Linked DNA regions of Canis lupus: region 2 is linked to region 1. A link is a contact called in public Hi-C data. All regions are on one chromosome and are shown on one strand. Each heading gives the region's core, a stretch centred on a gene start, on an enhancer-like site or on the middle of the called end of the contact. The rest is flanking DNA. Distances are from core to core; before and after follow the strand shown. Region 1 holds the start of NOG (noggin). Region 2 has its middle 76 kb from the start of C9H17orf67.

Region 1 (4,590 bases), core at 1,501-4,000:
CGCCGGGACTCCGGCCCCGGGGTGGGGGTGGGGGGAGGGATGCCGCGAGGGAGGCGCGGGGAGGAGGTGGCGGGGGGTGGGGAGGGAGCGAGGGAGAGCGACCGCGGAGTCCAAGATAAATAAAGGGAGCGCGGAGCAGTGTCAGGAAGCCGGCCCACGTGGAGCCGCGCGGAGGGGCGCCGCCGCGCACTGCGGCCGAGGGGCGCACGCGAGTCGAGCGCCCGCCCCGAGAAGTTGGCTCTTCCAGGGGTGGGGTGACGGCGATGTTTTGCACGTCCCTTCGGGCGGCAGCCCACCTCCTGCCCCTCTCTAGCCCCCCAGCTCAAGGGTCCCGATTCTGAGTTCTCCTCCCTCCTCCCCACCCCCAAGTGGAGTCAGTGTCCGGAGCGGGGGGCGCACCCCATTCCCAAATGCGGATTGCCCCCCCTTCCCCGAAATCTTGACCCTCAGTGTCCTCCTTAGGTTCCCGGGGCGGGGTGGGGGTGGGGGTGGGGGTGGGGGAGGCGAATGTCAAATCACCCAGCTATGCCAGCAATTCCGGCCGAGGGCCTGGGGTTTTGGGGGCTCCGACCTGCAAGATTCCGGAGCCTGAGTGTGTGGATTCCAAAGGACTGGATCCCATAGCTAGCATCACCGCAGCTTCCGGGCGTGCAAAGGGTTAACACCGGCTGGTTATTGATGGGGTGGGGGGGGGGAGCGGTGCGAGGCGGGAGGGGTGACGGGATCTGGGTGGGCGCGCTCTGATCTCTCCCACCACCAACCCCCCCCCCCCCCATTCCTCGGGGGTCAAGTTTCAGCGGCACTCCGCCCCCAGGGTAGGTGTGAAAGACACGTGTCCCCATTGTGAAGGGCCTGTCAGGCAGGACAAAGCGGCCGCCCACCCTCCCCCCCCGCCCCTCAGCCCAGCCTGGGGTCAGCTCCAGGGGGCCGGCTGGGTGTCGAGGTCAGGACGGGCCCGAGCTTTGGTGACACAGGGAGAAAAAGCTGGGACACTGGGCAGAGGCCACGTGATGCTCAAGTGAGGGGTTTGAGAATAACCCTCTCCCCCCCCCTCCCACCCACCCCCAGAAGGAAAAACTGAGCGGTCATCTCCATCACACCCCAAGAGGGGATGAGCCCCTTCTCCCAACAGGCGTAGTAAGCACAGCGGCACCCCTACCCACCCCCTCCAGCCCCCACACCCCCCATCAATCACCAACACAGAGAATCGCAGTGTCGAGAGCGCAGTCGATTTTAGTGGTTTTCTTTAATCCTGCTCTGCACTTCTTTCTCATTTACTACACGGGATATTATAAAGAATAAATAGCAGATACTCTTAATTTACAATGATTAGTCATTCCATTTGTTCTCTATATTTACAATAACTGTAAAATAACATTGAACTCTATAGCTTCTTCGAGGTCCAAGGAAAACCAAAACACTTTCCGAAGAATGGAAAATAGCTTTTTAAAAGTCCTTCTACAAAAGTTCTCCCCTCTCTTTTTGTACTTTAAGAAAAAATAACTTTTCCCCCCTGCTTCGCCATGCGAAGGGCACTGGAATATAAATAGCAGGTTAACATTATTAGCGACAACCAGAATAAGTCTCTCTTTGCTCTGTTCTTTTTTTTTTTCCTTTTGCTTATTTTTTTTTTAAAAATACAGTAGAAGCCGGTAACTTTTAACGTATAATACTGACCTTTTAATAAGTAAATTAAAACTGGGACCGTATATACACACACATATACATTCCTACACAGTTAAACAGTGCATTACATGAACCAGAAAGCTAGGTCTCTGTAGCCAGAAAAAAAAAAAAAAAAAAAAAAAGTTCATTGAATCCCCCCCCTCCCCGCCTCGCGAGAGGGTGGTGGAACTGGTTGGAGACGGTGCGGAGGCGGGCGGTGGGGGGGGGGGGGCGTCGGTGGGGTTCCATCCATTGTCCGGGTGCGGGGAGGGGGCCCCGAGTTCTAGCACGAGCACTTGCACTCGGAAATGATGGGGTACTGGATGGGAATCCAGCCGCAGCGCTGGCCCCCGCGCCGCTGACAGCGCCACCGCAGCACCGTGAGGTGCACGGACTTGGACGGCTTGCACACCATGCCCTCGGGCACCGAGCACGAGCGCTTGCTGAAGCAGCTGCCCACCTTCACGTAGCGCGGCCAGAAGCGGCTGCCCAGGTCGTTCCACGCGTACAACACCGGGCAGAAGGTCTGCGACCACAGCCACATCTGTAACTTCCTCCGCAGCTTCTTGCTCAGGCGCTGCTTCTTGCCCGGGGCCAAGCCCTCGGAGAACTCCAGCCCTTTGATCTCGCTCGGCATGGCCCCCGACGGCCGCTGCCGCAGCAGCTGGTCCAGCTCGGCCAGGTCCTCGGCGCCCCCGGCCGCGCCCGCGCCCGCGCCCGCGCCCCCGCCCCCGCCGGGCCGCTCCTCGGGGGGCGAGGTGGCCATGAAGCCCGGGTCGTAGTGGCCCCCGAGCAGCGAGCGCAGCAGCGTCTCGTTCAGATCCTTCTCCTTGGGGTCAAAGATAGGGTCCGGGTGCTCGATGAGGTCCACCAGGGGCAGGTTGTCGCTGGGGGCCGGGCGGATGTGGAGGTAGTGCTGGCCGCCGGCCGGTGCCGCCCGCAGCCCCAGGACCACCACCAGGGCGTAGAGGGTGACCCCCAGGCTGGGGCAGCGCTCCATGCCTCCGGCGCGCCCGGGGCTGCCGCCGCGTCCGCGTCCCCCGAGGAGAGCACTCCCCGGCCCTCCGGAGGCGGCTCACCCGCGGCTGGGCGGGCGCAGGGCCGGCAGCATGAGGCGCCGGGAGAGCCCTTCGCGCGGCGCCGGCTCCCACCGGGGCGGGCGGGAGGCGGCGCACGGGTCGGCCGCGGCTGCTCCGCCGGGTCTACTGGGGCCGGCGGCCGCGGCGGGGCGTCCGCGGGGACTCCAGGGCGCCGGCGGGCGCGGGGGGCGCCGGCTCCTCGCTGCTCCCGGGCGGCGGCGCGGGGCGCGGGGCGCGGGGCGCGGGGCGCGGGCGCGGGCGCGGGGCGCGGGGCCGAGCCGCCCTCCCCTCCTCCTCCTCCTCCGCTCGCCGCGGTCGTCCCGCCGCCCGGGGCAGCGCGGCTGGCGCAGCGGGTCCGGGGCGCGTCCCTCCGCCTGCTCGGGGCTCCGCGGCCGGCTCTGCCAGGCGGACTCCAGCGGCGGCGGCGGCGGCGGCGTCCGCGCACGTTGGCACCGGTTTGTCTGTCTCGCAGGGTCCAAGCCTTTAAATTTCCTGCACTTTCAGCTCCATCACCATGGAAACCACTGACTCTCTCGGCGTTGCCCCCTCCCCCTCCTTCCCCCCAAACAACAACCCCACCCCCCACTTCTCCACCCCCGAGGAGCCGGAGCGGCACAGGCTCCGGGGGAAGCCGCCTGCACTCGCCGCGGCGGCGGCTTCGGCAGCGCCCAGGGCCGTGCCCCGCCGGACCCAGATGCCCCGGGAGGCCGACAGCCCGGCTGCCCGCCGGAGCTCACAGGCGGCGGCGGCGGCGGCGGCGGCGGCGGCGGCGGCGGCGGCGGCGGCGGCGGCAGCGGCGGTGGCGGCGGCGGTGGCGCTTGGCAGGTCTCCGCGCAATTTTCTCTCTCCCCCACCACCCACCCCCCTTCTCCTCCTCCTGCAAAATGCACCGCCCCCCTCCTTTCTCCTGGAGCAATGCAACTGGGGCTCTAGGCGCCCCGCCAGGGCCAGTCCTGGGGAAAGCTCGCGGCGGCGCTGGAGCCGGGCTGGAGGGTGCAGGGCCGGTTGTGGGGGGTGCTCGAGGTGGGGCTGTGAGGGGTCCCGCTAGCTGGGTGCTTTGCACTGGGAGGGCAGCCGCGGGGCGGTGCCGGGGGCTCGTTCCTCGGTGCAGAGTCCGGCGCAAGGAATTTCTCCATGTGCACGGAGCTTTTTCCCCGGGCGCGTCTCGCCTTCCTCTCTCCGGAGCTGGCTCTGAGTCCCCTCCCCCCAGCGCGTACACACACACACACACACACACACACACACACACACACACACACACACTTTGAGCAGGACTCCGAGAGCCGCAGCGTTGCGCAGCGTGATGTAATTCCTAGGAAGCACTCCTGCCCGTCTGTTACTCGGGCCCACGAGGGGGGTCCGCTCCTCGCCCTCCTCCTCCTCCTCCTCCTCCTCCTCCTCCTCCTCCTCCTCCTCCTCCTTGGCCGGGTCCTGCACCCTGAGTGGCCGAGCTGCAGGGGCGCGTCCGGCTCGCCTGCGGCTCCCCTAGCCGGCCGGGTTCCGCGCCGCCGCTGCTCGGCTCCCTGGGGGCGGCGCGCCCTCTGCTGGCGCCCGGCGAGTCCTGCACCTGGCGCTGGCGGGGGCGGCCCCGCGAGGTGGGTTCGCCTGCGGTCCGCCCGGCCCAGCTCCGCTTCTGCTCGCGTGTCCGTGTCATAGTGTGTGCGTGCGCGCGCGCGCTGCGGGGGCCTGGACTGCTCGGGTCTGTGCTCTCCAAGCTTTCCAGGCCCTCGGTGTAAACGAACTTCCTGAGATTCCTCCAGACGCCCCTCAAATGTCACAAGACTATAGGGCACCCTCTGTCTGCGGCCGCTAAATCGGCCTCAGTGGGCGAGAGCGGAGACCTAAA
Region 2 (4,590 bases), core at 527-3,026, 120 kb before region 1:
CCTAAGCCCGTCCCTGGCCACTTCCCTATCTTTCACGTCCCCTCCACATGTCCCCTCCACACCCCCTCACAGAAACACAAGGGGTCCGGGCTCTGAAGAAAGAGTGCCTGCCCAGATCTGATCAAGACACAAGTGAGAGGCAATGATTTGTGCAGAAATCCTGGTCCCGTCTAATGGAATTTTCCCAAAATAAATTCATGTAAACAACTTCCCACAAAGAGGCAGTCAGGGGAGCTGGGTGTGTAAACAGCGTGAACAGTCACAAGTACTCTGGGCTCCAGGGGTGCCGTGTCGTCTGGAGGGGGGCGGTGGAGAGACTCCCTGTAGCAAAACACCTTTGGCTCCAGTCCTTCTGACATCATAATGTCAGCCAATTCATTAACTTAAAAAAAAAATTCCTTATTTTACTATCATCCCCCAAACATTGTAACATCACTTTGTGGCTAAAAAGACTGCAGAAGGGATTTTGTTTAAACTTATCCCCTTTCTAAACCAATGGAACCAGGAGATGATCTCTGTGCCTAGAGAAAGTGGGGGTGGGAATGAGGTGGGTGGAGAAAACAGGGAGGGTAGAGTGGTTAAGAGGAAAAATCCCTGGAGAAAATGATGTCTCTTCGGTGCTCAGTGATGGGTATGAATAACTCATACACTTCCTAGAATTAGATGAAAATCTGCTCTTCTTCAGGCGCTCAGGAGGACACTGAATACTTGTGGCCTGGACATCTCTGGCCACGTCCAAATGGAAGATGGCTGGGAGCTAGGCTGTGTGTACAGCCGTGCAGACCAAGCTTCCGGAGGGAAGTGTGTGCAGGGAATCTGTGGACACACATTTCCCCCAGACATTTTTCCCAACCCAGTCTGACTTTCCCAAAGCAGAGCTGTTTTCAGGATCCGAGTGTGATGACTTTCCCTCCCTGCCATGACCAGAGCCCAGAGACAGACTTGTTTTCAGGTCCCAGCAGGGCCACTGTTATGCTACCATGAGACGTTTAGCAAACTGCATAACTTCTCTGAGTCTCAGTTTCCTCATCTATGCAGTGGCAACCTGGATAATCCTCTCAGCCCTGTGGACTTCAAAGAGTTGTCAAGTTCTAGTAGGAAATGGCTGTGAAGTTGAGGGATTTTGATTATCAAGATCAATTTGATTCTGGTTTTTGCCTAAGCCCTGTCTTGGCTCAATGGAGTTTTGCCGAGAGATCTGTCTTTGCAAAAGCCAGGGAAACAGAAAGATTTGAGGAGGGTGGCGCCTGGATGCAGTGGGAGGAGCCAGGATGCCTCTGGGAGTTAGGAGGGGGCAGAAGGGAAGGGGAGCCAGTGGCCACCAGCCAGGCTGATGTGTCCATGCAAGGCTCCAGAGGATCTCGGGACTGCTTTCTGCCAGTCTGTTCTTTTAACCAAGCCAGAAGCCTGCTGGTCTTGATGATAAAGATGCTGACTGTGGCCATCTGGCTCTGGCTTTTGATTTTTTGCCCCCTGGAAAAAGGTTGTACATCCCCACTCTCTGCCATGTGACTTTATAGTGCTCTCCCACTGTGGCTGGAGGTCACTTCCTCACCCCATTGGTGTTGGCTTGGCCCATCCTGACTTGTTTTGGCCAATGGGATGCTAAAGAGGCATTCAGAGGCCTTAAAAGTGCTTGTGCAATTTGGCCTCTTGCGCTTCTAAGATCTGCCGTGAAAAAAAAAACATGTACCAGTAAAGCTGGTCTAAGAAGAATGTGTGGCTATGTGGATGGACCTGCATGCCACCCTCCTGGGAGCCTGGAGCCAAGCACAGCTGATCTGCAGCCTGTCCCAGAGCTGCCCCAGTTTAACAAAGGCAACAGAACTGACGGTGACACAAATGCTTGTTGTTGCAGGTCATTGAGTTGCGGGGAGTTTTGTCATGCAGCATTATTGCAGTCTGACACCCTGACAGTAAGGATGACAGAGGCAGTCCTGACTGCCCAGTCCCACAGCAGCCCAGATTGCGATGCCCATGTGTTAATATGGTACCATGCAAAGTGAGGATGGCCTATAGGCATTAATAATACATTTCTTTTTTAAAAAAGAATTAATAGCAGAAACTTATTCCTCACAGCTGTGGAGGCTGGAAGTCCATGATCAGGCTTGCCAGCATGGAGTGGGGGGTGGGCTCTCTTCCAGGTCACAGACTTCCCTTTGTGTGCTCACAAGGCAGAAGGAGCCTGACACCTCAGTGGGGTCTCTTATAAGGGCATTAATCCCTTTACTGGGGGCTTCACCATCATGACTGAATCAATCCCCAAAGGCCCCATGGGCATACCATCTCCTTGGGCAGTAGGATTTCAACATGAATTTTGGGAAGATACAAACATTCAGATCATAGCACACCCTAAATTCTCATCTAATCCCTTGGTCATACTGGATGACCTACCCATCTGTGTTCCTGAGAAAACAGAGGCCATTGGGATGGAAACTTTCCCAACTTGTCACCACATTCCTCTCAAACTAAGGGACCTTATCTCCTTCTCTTTCTCTTATCAGAGAGGATTGTCCTTCTATTACATCCTTTTTCTTTGCTCTTAAACTTTATTTTAAAGGAAAAGAAATAACGAGTAAATAAGGAAAAACTGTCCTGTAAATTCTTGATTTCCTCCTCTTTGCCATCAGGATTCTTGCAATAGAATCAATATCCATTCACTCCTCAGCCACCAGAGTGTGGCATTTCCTTGAGCTATTCTCCCAAAATGTTCGATGAAGAGCTCAAGTGCGTCTCAATTGTTCACATTTTGTGGATGTTTTCTATTCTTTATCATAGTGAATATTTCCTTTTTAAAAAGCATCAACTCCCCAACACCAGAACCTATGGGGAACACCGGGAGCCTATGACAACAGAGAAAGTGGGATGCCATAGAGCTTACTACCTAAGAGCTTGGCCTCTGAAGTCAGGTAGCCTTAGATGTGAATTCTGACATGGCCACATTCATCCTTTGGGACTTGGACAATTTACTTAGCCTCTCTGAGCTTCAGAGATTCATCTTTGCAACAGGGATAATCATTTTTGCGAGAGGGACATGAAATGGGTTATTAACCTTTTTAGTACAGTGTCTGTACCTGGCAAGTGCTCAATAAATGCATCATTATTATTAACCATTAGTTTGAATGTGAAATAATGTTTGTTTCCATAACGCAATGTCTCCATTAAAGGCCAAACATAGGGAAGATATGAGTGGCTGTGAGAAGATGTAAGGCCCATTTGCAGGGAGTCTTCTCAGATTGGAGGGTCATCTTGTCCCTACATGGGGACAAGCAGAGGGCAGGGGTCCAGGCAGCCCTGGGCTCAACGGTGTCACTTGGGTGAAGTGATGACACTCTTCAGCATTCTTGAGTTCTCTTCCTTCATTGAAAGCCCCTTCTCTGTCTTGTCATCTGTGCAGAGTGAGTAGAATTGCCATTGCCATCTAGGAAATAGGATTTATTTCACTTGAAATAGAAGCTGAGGTTTGGGGGACAGAGAAGGAGCCATTGTTTTGAATTAAGGCCTGTAGGCTAGGGGCCCACAGGATTGAGATTATGGGCATGAGCCTTGGAGAGGATGCTCCTCTTTCTCCCCTGGGATGCCAGCCAGAAAGGCACCACTCTTGTGCTTTATTTTTTATTTATTTAAAAAAACGATTTTCTTTATTCATTCATGAGAGACACAGAGAGAGAAGCAGAGACATAGGCAGAGGGAGAAGCAGGCTCCCTATGGGGAGCCCGATTCGAGACTTAATCCCAGGACCCCGGGATCATGCCCTGAGCTGAAGGTAGACGCTCAACCACTGAGCCACCCAGGTGTCCCAGCTCTTGTGCTTTAAAAACTTCCTGAGTTCCTCAAGGATGCTTGAGGCACCTTCCCCATCAGCCTTGGCAAGAGCTGATGACAACAATGATGATGACACTAATGATAAGCTTTAGTTCAGAGCAATGTGCAGTTTCTGTGCAACACGTTATTTGATTTGAGTTCTCACAGCTCTCCTTGGAGGAAGACAAGACAGGAATTTTAGCCTCGTTATTGGAGAAGTAGCAAGTAAAAATCTCAGTTCATAAACTCTGATATGCAAAGATTCAACTGAAATTTCAGGTTTCAAACTCCCGTCTTGTTGAGGGGATACAATTAATTCTTGGTCAATTCTTTCACCTGTGCCATGCAGCATTTCCCTGGGAGTTTTGTCTAAGTTCCAAGAGGCAGCCTAGGTCTTCTCAGGTCTCCAATGACATGTCCCTTGTCCTATCTGGCTCTTGGTCAGTGAGGTCACCATGGTGTCTGCCATTCTTTCTTTATTCCCAATTTCAAGAGGTCTGGCTGTCTCTCAGATAACGTGTGGGCCTCTCTCAGGTACACTGGGAATGGTCATTGCTCCCTTGCCACTCGGGTGATGTTTAACTCAGCAAGGCTCCACTGCTCCTCCTTTTCTGGACATGTCACACAGCCCCTCTGCTGTGGATTTGCCATCAATGGGATCAATGCCACTCCCACCACAACTAACGAACTAACTAAGGCTTTATTCATCACTAGCTGCTTCACCAGTTACTAGTCCCACAAAGGTAGGAGAGTTCAAACACTATAGAAGTTTGTCAGTCACCTGAC

Evidence for each region. A called contact is a pair of places that touch in the nucleus more often than the background predicts.
Region 2: a contact with region 1 is called in a Hi-C map of skin fibroblasts, with 3 times the contacts expected there. The contact joins the enhancer-like site here to the promoter of NOG in region 1. A contact is called at or near these places in 4 of 9 Hi-C or Micro-C datasets (amygdala, blood, liver and 1 more).

Annotation. Positions count from the first base shown.
Region 1 is chr9:31,414,142-31,418,731 of UU_Cfam_GSD_1.0, reverse strand. It overlaps NOG (noggin), which reads right to left and starts at 2,750. Exons shown (of 1, transcript XM_038546146.1): 1 at 1,899-2,750. The coding sequence starts at 2,665. The coding sequence ends at 1,949.
Region 2 is chr9:31,535,542-31,540,131 of UU_Cfam_GSD_1.0, reverse strand. No RefSeq gene overlaps it. Among named protein-coding and RNA genes, the nearest start is that of C9H17orf67, 76 kb to the left of the region's middle. Within about 2 kb of position 1,776, at least 2 of the 20 cell types and tissues checked have an H3K27ac peak or open chromatin away from gene starts, as enhancers often do.